Regions from separate parts of the Sus scrofa genome. Here all the other regions are linked to region 3. A link is a contact called in public HiChIP or PLAC-seq and promoter capture Hi-C data. All regions are on one chromosome and are shown on one strand. The core of a region is the stretch at or near the end of the contact, and the rest is flanking DNA. Distances in the headings are between cores, read along the strand shown. Region 1 overlaps SMURF2 (E3 ubiquitin-protein ligase SMURF2). Region 2 overlaps SMURF2 (E3 ubiquitin-protein ligase SMURF2). Region 3 holds the start of SMURF2 (E3 ubiquitin-protein ligase SMURF2). Region 4 holds the start of KPNA2 (karyopherin alpha 2 (RAG cohort 1, importin alpha 1)).

Region 1 (2,866 bases), core at 349-2,848, 97 kb before region 3:
TGTGGTGCAAGTTCAATCCCTGGCCTGGGAACTTCCAAATGCCACAGACACAGCCCCCCCCCGAAAAAAAGTCTACAGATAGTAAATGCCAGAGAGATGTGAAGGGAAAAAAAAAAAAAAGGGAACCCTCCTACACTGTTGGTGGGAATATAAATTGATGCAGCCACTATGGAAAATAGTATGGAGAGTCCTGAAAAAACTAAAAATGATATGATACAGCAATTCCACTCCTGGGCATATATCTGGAAAATATGAAAACTATAATTTGAAAAGATACATATACCTCAATGTTCATAGCAGCACTATTTACAACAGCCAAGACATGGAAACAACCTAAGTACCCATGAACAGATGCTCAGTTTAAGACGATGTGATATCTATATATTACACACACACCATGGAATATTACTCTGCCATAAAAAAACACTGCCATTTGTAGCAACATGAATGGACCTGGAGAAATTACACTAAGTGAAGTAAGCCAGAGAGAGAATAAGGATGTATCACTTATATGATATCACTTATATGTGGGATCTAAAAAATCATACAAATAATGGAGTTCCCTGGTGGCCTAACAGGTTAAGGATCCAACGTTGTCACTGCTGTGGCTTGGATTACTGCTGTGGCACTGGTTCAATCCCTGGCCCAGGAACTTCCCCATGTCATGGCATGGCTTAATAAATAAAATAAAATAATAATAATAATACAAATGAATTGATATATAAAACAGAAACAGACTCACAGACAGGAAATAAACTTATGGTTACCAGAGGGGAAAGGGAGGGTAGAGAGTGATAAATGAGGGGTATGGGATTATCAGATACAAACTACTATATAAAAAAATAGACAACCAACAAGGTCCTGCTATATAGCACAAGGAGCTATATTCAATATAATAACCTAAAATGGAAATATATATACATATATATACACACACATATATAATATATATACACATATACACGTATATATAACACACACATACATACACACACATATATAACTTTGCTATATATCTGACACTGACACAATACTGTAAATCAACTATATTTCAATTAAAAAAAAAAAAAAAAACCAGGGTACATCAAGTCCATTCACAAAAACTTGTGAGGAAGACTAAGTCCTGAAAATGGTAAAGAAGGCTTAAAGCTGGAGGACAAAACTGACATAACAGAAAACCCTCTGGAATAGATCCAGCTCTCCTGGAGCTATTTCTGATACACTCAGGGGAAAAAAATTCACCTACCACATAAAGCAGCCTGTCTCTGCAGATGTGCTAGGGTGCACCTTTTCCTAACATTTCAGGACAGGTTCCTATTTAAGCACAGGAACAAATACTCATACACCAGATAAAAGTAGCCATACTCTTACATAAAATGATGCTCAACAAAAGTAATTTATAATTGAAGAGAATGGACATCCGATCACATTTATTACAAAAAAAGAATCTATCAGTCTTGTTCAGATGCGCATTTTAACAGGTATTGTTTCAAAGTTTCAAAAACTTACTTTAAAACTAAATGCAAGTTAGCAGAGAGCCGAGGATCTGTAAACTGTGTTGTTCTGTTGTTATGGTCAACGAAATAAACTCTGCCTGTGGCTGTATTCCGGATCTCCCATCCAGGAGGCAATGGACCAAGCTCTTCACAATTTATGTTGCTAAGATCCCTGCAAAAACAAATATAAAATAAAAAATACCTCACTGCTGGGCTTGCTGAGCCAAGCAAGTGTAAATGACACAGAACAATTCCATGAAGTCTGAGAAAATGTATTGTTTCAGAAACTTGAGATGTTCAGCTGAAATCTTTAATTCCCAATGGTTTAACAAACTTGCATATTTAAACCCAATCCATAAAGGGCTCAGAAACTTATTACACAGCCTACATTTTCAGTAAGTCCATTCTTGGGCTTTAGTGCAATTCAGGTTTTAAATTAATATAAAAGCAATCACAACATTTGCCAACATAAACTGTACTTCAATATTTGTCTGACAAAGTAGTTTTACAAACGTCAGTGATACAAGTAATTATTTTCTAAAATATTTCCCTTCCATTATTTCTTGCTATACCATAAAATTTGTATAACTGTTCATTCCACGATTAATTTTAAGATTTTCAACAAAGCAAAACTAGAGGTGTTACTGAAATTAAGATCCTAAAAATAACCACGGTATGTACATTAAAGGATAATGGCTCCATTTTAAATTCTGAAAGCTGTAAAGCTAATGAAAGACGAGCCTGTTTAAGACACCTTAGGAAGAAGGCTCTAAGGTTTCCTGTACGATAGAAGAAGCAGAGACTTTTAACAGACCAAGGACCATTGGCATTATCCTCGCGTTCTTAAAAACACTATTATACATGACAAAGATTTATAGGACCTTGAAGAATAAATAAAAGCAAGTCTAATGTAAATTTAAACTGTAACCAATTATTATAATGGAAAATCTTATAAAAATTATGTTTTAAAAGTTAATCTAGAAAAAGATTTTTCATGAAATAATCTCTTCCTGGTCGTAGGGAAAACATAATGATGGGTACGGAAACAGTGATTTCTGACTTCTGCTTATAGGCGCCTTGGAGATTCTTCTGCCACGAACAGCTAAAGACGAGAAAGAACACACTATTTGAGACACTGCTAGCCTCAAAAGAGGCAAGGGGAAAAGTTCCAAGAATCCTTCTAAAATTTTTTAAGTGAATAGAGCTGGAGCTGGTACCTGAGTGGCAGGCAGAGTGGAGAGCTGCCAGAGGGGAGTGATTAATTGGGAAACTCAGCCTGAGGCCAGCCACAAAGCTGGAAAAGGAAACCTGGAAATTCCCCACTAAAAACTCAAAGGGAAGATGAAGGGATTCCAGGAAAACTTCCTGAA
Region 2 (2,895 bases), core at 9-2,508, 78 kb before region 3:
GTTGTCGTTCTCAAGCAATTTATCCCCCAAGTCTTGATTTTCTAATGTCTAACTGTATTACTTACCTCACATTAAATTATTTATGTAAACTGTGATATAATACTAGCCTGGCCAGTTGTAGTAAGGAACAATGTCACCCACTGCATGCTGATTTTACTTTGCTCATAGAGTTTATAATTGAATTCTTTTATAGCTGTATGCCATCTGTCTACTTAAATAAATTATGAATTGATAAAAGGAGGAGACCATATCTTAGCCCTTGCATTCTACACTCAAACCCACAGGTGTTTGAAAAATTAAATGCTACTATACATCAAAAAGGTTATATAAATTACTGCAATGAAACATTCACAAGCAATAGAAAGAAAAATCTATACCACATCTGGCTATCCAGCCACAAATAGACATTTTTCCCTTTGCAAAATAAAGGGACACTACTAAGACAGCGGCATAGTGGACCTGTGCAGAACAATCCCTCTTCTGTTCAGTCCTTCTGATGTGTCCTACTCCCTTTGCCAACAGGCCTTTGCTCTTGTTTCTCAGAGGACAGGATTTATGCTTATTTACCTTTATATCATCAAAGTTTAGAATAGCACCTGGCATGTTTAAGTTCCAATAAACGTTAGCTAAACTGAACCAGAAATAAAGTCATACGTGTGGACTTGTAAGTTTTCAGTTTGCCTGCTGCATTGCGTTAGAATAAAAAAATGGTTTGTTTTCATACGCCAGACCTTTTCCAATCCCGTCTTCTATCTCCTACTGTTCACCCTGTTAACCCAGAAATTTAAGAAATTCTCAGGTGCCCTTAAATTCCCTTCAGAATTTCTAGCTCAATTTTGTCCTTTTTAACAGTAATATTTTTATAACTAGGCTATGGTATCATTCTACATTAAAATGGGATCATTTCTTAATGTATCTAACATTTAAAGCTAAATTTATTTTTCTTTATTAATTTCCTTAGCTAGATTCTATGTGAATTTTTGCTTAGAATAGGCATCTGGGCTAAAATCCCATGACAACAGCTAGATTTGTGTGTTGTGTGTGTGTGTGTGTGTGTGTGTGTATACGTGTGTATATGTATATATGTGTACATATATGTGTGTGTATATATATATGTAAAATAATTCTGTAGAAAAAGCAAAAAAAATTCTATTGAAAAAGATATTTCCAGAGTTCCCACTGTGGTACAGTGGGTTAAGATCCGGCATTGTCTCCGTGGCAGCACAGGCCTGATCCTCTGCCAAGAACATCTGGGGTTGAGAGGTGGGTGGGGTTAAGGATCCAGTGCTGATGAAACTGTGGCATGGGTCACAGCTGCGGCTCAGATTAGATCCCTGGCCCAGGAACTTCCATATGCCACGGGTGTGGCCAAAAAGGTATTTCCATCTACGCTCCATGGAAAAGATGTTTTGTCACTTCATTACATGAGTTACATATCTGCTAATAAGTGACTTGTCAATGTGAACTTGTCAATCTAAAACAGATATCATTTCTAATGTCTCGATCTTGGTCTCATCTTCTAATTGACCAGTTTGACAAAAAATTAAGCTATAGTTAAGTTGATAATACAGCTATCTTTCACTCAAAATAATGTCTTACTTTTAGAACCTTTAATTTTTCAAAGCAGTTGTATGCATATTTTTATTTGCTAAGAATTCCTCCCTTAAACACTCCCATCACCTAAGTAAAACTCAACTTTATCTCGAAAATCCACTAAAACCAGAGAAGAGTGCTAAGAAAAGAAAAAAAAAAAAAAAAAAAAGGAATACATACTTTGACACCTTTCTTTTTACTCTTCTAGAAACCAATCATTTCTTGGCACTTATTCACTGGAAACTAGCTATCAGCTCTGATTCTGTTCTAGGCTTCACATATTTAAACTGTTTCATTCTTTTTAAAAAGTCAACAAAATAAATTCAGACCAGGACTTTTTACCAATGTTTCACACATACATAGGAAGTTAAGTTTTTGGACCCCTGCCTATCAAAAAATACCTATACGTGTGTGTGTGTGTGTGTATTTAAATATGTGTATTTAAACTTTTTAAAGCACTAGTATGTACTCACAACCAGTGTCCTTGAGGCGGTTGATGGCATTGGAAAGAAGACGAACACAACCAAGAAATCCAGCACCTTGCTTTTTATGGATCTTCTTGTGATTCCATACACTGATCGTAACTGAATCAGACTTTCCAATATACCTAAAAAAACCCAAATTACGGCATGAATAACTTGGCAAATATGAGTAGTGTAAATTTTCTTTTGTTTCTATAGTCTAAAATCACAGGTGTTTTAGAGTATGGCTAGACTCTGCAAAGTATGTTTCGAATTCAATCTATCCACAGAACTGAAATTAAATTTCTTTAAAAACTCAAAAGTAAAATCCACAAAGAATTTTTAATATATTTATCATATTTGTCACTCTCAGACTGAGTAACAATTTTGTTCATAAAAATACTACTTTTTACGATTTTAATAGCTAGTGCCAAATAACCCTATGGAAGTTGATGATTTTTTCTTTCCAAAAATAAAAATCTTAGAACTTTTATCACCGTCACATTTTAAATACATTTCAATGGCATGACCTACTACCTCAGCCAATGCTCAGTTCATTTTCAAGGGGCATTGTCAAGGCTGACAGACCAAAAATCTGACATACCTGTTATGTTTTAAAATGCTGTAGAACAAAAGCTGATTGTAACGCTTTTCCCCTGCTTCTTTCCTGTATGCAGGCCTTGAGCGAGCAGGACTCTTGCAGGTTTCACTTCACTGCCTGCAGACAAGCAGAGCAGGGAAAAGCGTTACTATACTTGTCTGTGCATATACCTGCAAGTATGTAGAGCTCTACCACAGCCAATTGTTAACATGGTGTCATCCCATGCAAAAATATAATAAA
Region 3 (2,831 bases), core at 201-2,700:
AATTGCAGCCAACATACAGTCAAGGCTAAATTTTCAAATACCTAATTCAGCTGCACGTTTTTATCTTCAAAGTTCAGCCAGTGGACTGGGATGTGACACACAAGCACTCAATTACAAAATTAGTCCATATAAATCTCAAAGTCTACTGTAGGCGAACATAATTAGTTTATTCTTACACACACCCCCACACACGTACACACAGATTCTCTAAAGAAAGCCATTTTTCTCATGACAAATCCGAATATCAACGTGGGTAATTTATTAACAGTGAATGTTGAAACTAGGAATAAATACACTGGTCTCTACTCTTTTCAAAGCCAAAACAATTTTTCCTTAAAATGGGGTAACATGACCATGTAAGAATATTAAAAAAAATAGCACTGTAAGCAAAACGTACCTGTAACGTTAAAGATTTAATACCCTTGGAATCATAAACACTTCGTAAGAAAAGCCTGCTATCTAGCAACCCTTCCATTCTTTTCCATTTAGAAAGGAAAGGGGTGCAGAGTTGGGAACGAGAAAAACTTTGCTTCGCTGAAGTTTATATGAGCACGTATATAGAAATGTATCCCCCCCAACCCGCAAAATGTGTTTTTAAAGCAGGTCTAGAGCTAGAAGTGAAACACAAGTTCTGCGGCCTACAAGGAACAACCCCAAGCATGTTACCCTACAATCAAACACTTCCAAAACACAGAGTGTACAATGCGCCCGAGTCGTCGGATCAGGCAGACACACCGGAAAAGTCAACCTCAGTCTCCTTCCCTTTCAAAGTCGTGCGTCTCAGGTGTGTGGCACCGGCTGCCGCCGCTGGCAGCAGAGAGGAAAGGTTTTGCAGGCGGGCATAAGTGGGCCAACAAGTTAACAACCAGGGAACACACACACACACCCTCCCGTTAAGCGCTCCATCTTTAAGGAGTGTTTACTGCGCGCAGCCAGCAGCCGGATTCAATAATCCCCGCCGCAGGAGCTCCTCATCCTCTCGACGACCCCAGCTGGGCAGGAGCCCGGGGGCTGCTCCCCGAGGCCCCGGGAGAGAGCCGAGTTTCTTCGCCACGGCTTTTCGACCTCAAAACCTCCCGGAATTCCAATCCGGGACACCCCCCCCCCCAACAAAAGACCCCCGAGTCACCCGTGGCTTTTTTAAGAATTTCCAAACAAGGGAGAGTGGTTTTGCAATTACTCTCCTGAACTAGGCCTTTCACGTCCCCGACCCCCAACTCACCGTTGATCGCGACCCTGGCCCCTCTCAAGGCCACAGGCACCCCCCGCCAGCTTGCTCACCCCACCGGTGCCCCAGCCCGGCTCCCGCCGCCCGCCCAACCCCCTCACCTGTCAGGCGCAGCTTGACGGGCCCGTTCCTCCGGCCCCCGGGGTTAGACATGTCCCCGGCGGCGGGGGCGGCGGCGGCGGGGCTACGGCCCCGACGCGGGGCCCGGAGCCGGCGGGCGGGGCGGGGGCGACGGCGAGGCGCGGCGCAGTCACCACAGCGGCCGGGGCTGGGGCCCGAGCAGCCGGCGCCGCGGCCGCCACGGCCGGAGGGTCCCGGATGTGCCGAGCGTCGTCGCCATGAGCCGCGGAGGGAGCGGGACGCCGAGCTCCCCCCTCCTCCCACTTCTCCTTCCTCCGCCCGGGCCGCACAACAAAGCGGTAGCCGCGGCCGGCCGCGCCGCCTCCGCCCGCACCCCGCCGCCTCCACGCAACCGCCTCCGCCTTTCCCTCCTCTCGGCTCCGCGAGGCCCAGGAGCCGACGGGGCTGATGGGCTGAGGCGGGCGGTGCTCGGCGGCGCCGGAGCGGGACTCGGGCTCGGCCGCTTCCTCCTCCACCCGCCCTCTTGTCTGAGGGAACCCGGTCCTGGGGCCGCCGCCGCCACTCGTCTGCTCGGGGGGGTGGGGGGGGGAGGAGAGGAGGAGACGAGAGGCGGGGCCAGCGGGGCAGGGCGGGGCCGGTGGGCGGGGCCTGTGCGGGCGCGCGCCGGGTGCCCGGGGCGCAGGGGCGCCAGGCCCGGTGTCGGCCTGGGCGCGGCGGTCCGGGCCGGTGTGCTTGGTTGCAGAAGATGCCACGCAGAACTTGAGGAAGGAGTAGACAAAGGAGCAGGGTGTTGGCGCGGAGCTCTGTGCCGCCAGGAGGGCCTTAGCGTTTGGCCCACTTAATAGAGAGAGCTTTTGTCCGTGCAATGCAGACTGCTTTTATAAGACGCCCACTGCGTGCAAGGGGCTCTCTGAGGCTGGGGCGAGCAAAGTTAGAACTAAATCCGCAGCCCTCTGGGTTGAACGTCGCTAGGGTGAGGGAAGAGACACACCGAGGGTTCCAGCAAATCCCCAGGGGTGTTTTGCAACTGATACCATAGCTGCCACCTTCATTCAGGACTCACCTGGTGAATGAGATCAGGTTACCAGCCTACTTGGGCTCTTTTTTCAGCTGTAGTGCAAGGATAGGAGGATGATAATGCCTTAAAGGGGTTATTAACAAGATAAGCCTTGGAGAACAATGTATGGAAAGCTTTCCTGCAGAACTGTATTTCGTTATCTCAGAAGGAGAAAATAAAAGCTGAAATAAAAAAGTGTACCTTACCCTTTGACCATGTAATTGCAATTGCACTCTTAGGAAGTTATTCTTGACATATCATACATAGTACAGAAGATGTTCTTTGCAAAGTTCGGTTAATAACAGAAGGTAGGAATTCCCGTTGTGGCACAGTGGAAGTGAATCCCACTAGGAACCATGAGGTTGTGGGGTCGATCCCTGGCCTCGCTCAGTGGGTTAAGTATCCGGCTTTGTGGCGAGCTATGGTGTAGGTCGCAGACATGGCTCGAATCTGGGGTTGCTGTGG
Region 4 (2,700 bases), core at 55-2,554, 83 kb after region 3:
GCAATACGGTAAGCATCAAGGGAATTATCGAAAACATATTGAATCCACACTTTTGTAATGGAAGAGGAACTTCCTTTTTCAGCACTATGTAGTTTTAGCCAAAGGATATTTGGCCCCTCCCCTCCGAAGGGCTGAGACTTCCTGGAGCAGTGCTGTCCATCAGAAATATAAAGCAAGCAGCCTAAATTTAAATTTCCTAGTAGCCACATTTTGTTTAAAAAAAGTAACAAGAAACAAATGAAATTAATTTTAATATTTAACCCAACACATCCAACATATTCTCATTTCCACACGTTAAAATATCAAAAAAATTACTGAGATATTTCACATTCTTTTTTCCTACCAATTCTTCAAGATCTGTACTTTAAGCTTACAGCACAACTCGATTCAGACTAGCCACTTGCGTCTGGCGACTACCGCACTGCACAGAGCGGCTCTAGACTCTATAGAGGATCTACAAATACTTAACTGAACTCGGAGTAGGGGGACTGAGCTTATAGGTAAAATCTTTGTCCTAGGGGCCATAAATTCAGATCCTCTGGAGGCTCCACTGTCTTTAAATGGCCTAACAGGTACATTCTCCACAGTTGAAAGTTGTTAAAAATCTGACTCATCATTACGTTATGGAGTCTTTCATAAAATGTCCTGTCCACACTGAAAACTCGCGACGCAGTTCTTCATCTTCAGCATCTCGCACACTTTCGAGGAATTCCGAGTGAATGCACCAAATTAGGTTGATATCCCCAGCTGTGCTTCACTCAGACGTGGCTACTTAAGCGCACTCCCCAAAAGATCACAAAAGGAAAAGTCCTCCTAAGGGGGGGAGGGGGCTATCTTTAATTTCATTTTGTTCTTTTACGAAATAGTGACACAACCAACCCAGGGCCGACGTGTTTTAAGAGACAGCACTTCCAACTGCCACCTCCATCTCCAGTCCCTTCCCCTGCTCCCCCCTCCCCGCCCCATTTCGGGGAAGGAGCAGCCGGGAACTGACGGAGGAGGAGCCAGAGGCGCCCGGCAACCTACTTGGGCTTTCGCCCTCGGGCCTCACTCTGATTCTCGAGTAAATGCCATTGCGGCGGTTTGCAGAGCCTCGGGCCCTAAAACCCAAGCACCCGCATCCCCAAACACCCGTCTCGTAAACGAACGACCCCAAAGGCCTCGTCAACCAAAGAAGCCAAAGCTAGGCCAGGCGTATAGCCCGGGCCTTCCCTCCCGCCACCCACAAGCCGAGCCCGGCCTACAGGCCAGCCGTTGCCACTCAGGCCGGACTGCGGCCTAGGTTCGTACCTACACAGCCGGCTCAGGCTTCCACAGGAGGCGGTCAGGGGCGCTCAGGCTGCGGCTCAGGGTCTCTCAAAACGTCCACCACGGTCAGCGCGAGGACAGTGTGGCTCGTGCAGCCGGCGCGATTTAAATTTCCCGGTGGCTCCGCATTCCGATTGGCTGGTTCGAGCTTATGCTAGACGTCCATTGGTGGATTTGAAAAACACGTTGGGAGGGGTCAGAGGGCCCAGAAGATACGATAGCATCGCGAGATGAGGGAGCGGCCGGGCGATCCCAGAGCGCCCCGCAGTTCGGAGGCGGCAGCCTTCAGGTCCCGGCGTGCAGCGCGAAGGGCTAGTTTCCAGCCCGCCTTGGCCATAGCCTCGGTCCTTTACCGAGGGTTTACTCGTGTACAGTGGTTGGTCGTTACCCTTGGCGTCTGCCTTAAGAGAACCACAAATGATTCCCCAAATAATTTTTAAAATTTCGATATAGAAATACATTGCTATGTATTTTTTTCTCTGATAGGACTCAGAAGAAAAAGGCCACCAAAGGTTAGCAGGGCCACCAAGGAGGGGATGGATAAAGCAGATTTGTGCTGCACTTTTTAGTTTAGTTTTTTTTTTCTTCTAACTTGCATCATAAAAGACTGCATAGACGGCACAAGTAATGGTAACAAAAGGTTTACTACATCTGTTTCTCCAGTCTTATTTTTTATTTTCAAATACAAAAGAACTATAAATCTTTATGCATATTTGCCAAGTGTTAACATTTGCCACATTTACTATTTCTTTCTCTGTGTAAATACCCACACGTACTAGTAGGCCCATATGCATAGCTTTTACATGATACTTTTCAACCTTTTGAAGGGTAAGTTTGAGAAATCATGTCCCTTTATCCCTAAATATTTTGGGTTGCACCTTGGAAGGATAAGGACATTCTGTTATATAACCACTCCACAATCATCAAATTCAAGACATCTGAACTTCGATGTGATTTATTATATAGTCCATGTTCAAATTTTGTCAGTTGTTCCAGTAATGACTTATGCTACAATTTATACATTTCTGAATAAAATGCTTGCATTTTCTTGTAATTTTTAAAAAAGCATCAGTGATGGTTCTCGTAATGTCAGTGTTATAGGCCACTTTGTTTTCATAATTTTTCCGTATTCTGAAAAGGGTATTTTTAAGAAAAGCTGTATTGGTTTTGTTGTTTGTGTGTTTTTTACTATAAATTCAAACAATGGTCTTCGTCTCTTCTTGCAGGCATTTTTGCCAGCTTCATGCACTGTGTAGCAGCCAAGGGAATCACAGGAGGTTGTCTCCTCTCACCTACCCAATCAGTATAATCCTATCTGCCCAAATGCGAAAACGTGGAAGGAATTCACCTGTAAACCAGTCACTGCAAGGCATTCCCTTTGCTACAATGAAT

The links. Promoter capture Hi-C pulls out the DNA fragments that hold promoters and counts their contacts. HiChIP or PLAC-seq counts read pairs in DNA pulled down with a chosen protein or histone mark.
Region 1: a contact with region 3 is called in a promoter capture Hi-C map of fetal skeletal muscle, with 3 times the contacts expected there. The contact joins the enhancer-like site here to the promoter of SMURF2 in region 3. A contact is called at or near these places in 2 of 5 promoter capture datasets (fetal skeletal muscle and liver), 7 of 47 Hi-C or Micro-C datasets (adipose tissue, brain, embryonic fibroblasts and 3 more) and 2 of 2 datasets of contacts at active chromatin or transcription factors (alveolar macrophages and skeletal muscle).
Region 2: a promoter capture Hi-C map of liver shows a contact between it and region 3, with 2.2 times the contacts expected there. The contact joins the enhancer-like site here to the promoter of SMURF2 in region 3. A contact is called at or near these places in 1 of 5 promoter capture datasets (liver), 6 of 47 Hi-C or Micro-C datasets (adipose tissue, embryonic fibroblasts, epiblast stem cells and 2 more) and 2 of 2 datasets of contacts at active chromatin or transcription factors (alveolar macrophages and skeletal muscle).
Region 4: a contact with region 3 is called in an H3K27ac HiChIP or PLAC-seq map of alveolar macrophages. The contact joins the promoter of KPNA2 here to the promoter of SMURF2 in region 3. A contact is called at or near these places in 4 of 47 Hi-C or Micro-C datasets (embryonic fibroblasts, epiblast stem cells, heart right ventricle and 1 more) and 2 of 2 datasets of contacts at active chromatin or transcription factors (alveolar macrophages and skeletal muscle).

The regions. Positions count from the first base shown.
Region 1 is chr12:14,464,268-14,467,133 of Sscrofa11.1, reverse strand. All of the region lies in intron 9 of SMURF2 (E3 ubiquitin-protein ligase SMURF2), which reads right to left. Among named protein-coding and RNA genes, the nearest start is that of SMURF2, 97 kb to the right of the region's middle. Within about 2 kb of position 1,598, at least 5 of the 83 cell types and tissues checked have an H3K27ac peak or open chromatin away from gene starts, as enhancers often do. A contact at or near this core is called in adipose tissue and fetal skeletal muscle, where this site is marked.
Region 2 is chr12:14,444,759-14,447,653 of Sscrofa11.1, reverse strand. SMURF2 (E3 ubiquitin-protein ligase SMURF2) reads right to left here. Exons shown (of 18, transcript XM_021066754.1): 4 at 2,067-2,200. Among named protein-coding and RNA genes, the nearest start is that of SMURF2, 78 kb to the right of the region's middle. Within about 2 kb of position 1,258, at least 7 of the 83 cell types and tissues checked have an H3K27ac peak or open chromatin away from gene starts, as enhancers often do. A contact at or near this core is called in liver, where this site is marked.
Region 3 is chr12:14,367,302-14,370,132 of Sscrofa11.1, reverse strand. SMURF2 (E3 ubiquitin-protein ligase SMURF2) reads right to left here and starts at 1,450. Exons shown (of 18, transcript XM_021066754.1): 1 at 1,330-1,450. The coding sequence starts at 1,381.
Region 4 is chr12:14,283,916-14,286,615 of Sscrofa11.1, reverse strand. It overlaps KPNA2 (karyopherin alpha 2 (RAG cohort 1, importin alpha 1)), which reads right to left and starts at 1,304. Exons shown (of 11, transcript NM_001163404.1): 1 at 1,291-1,304.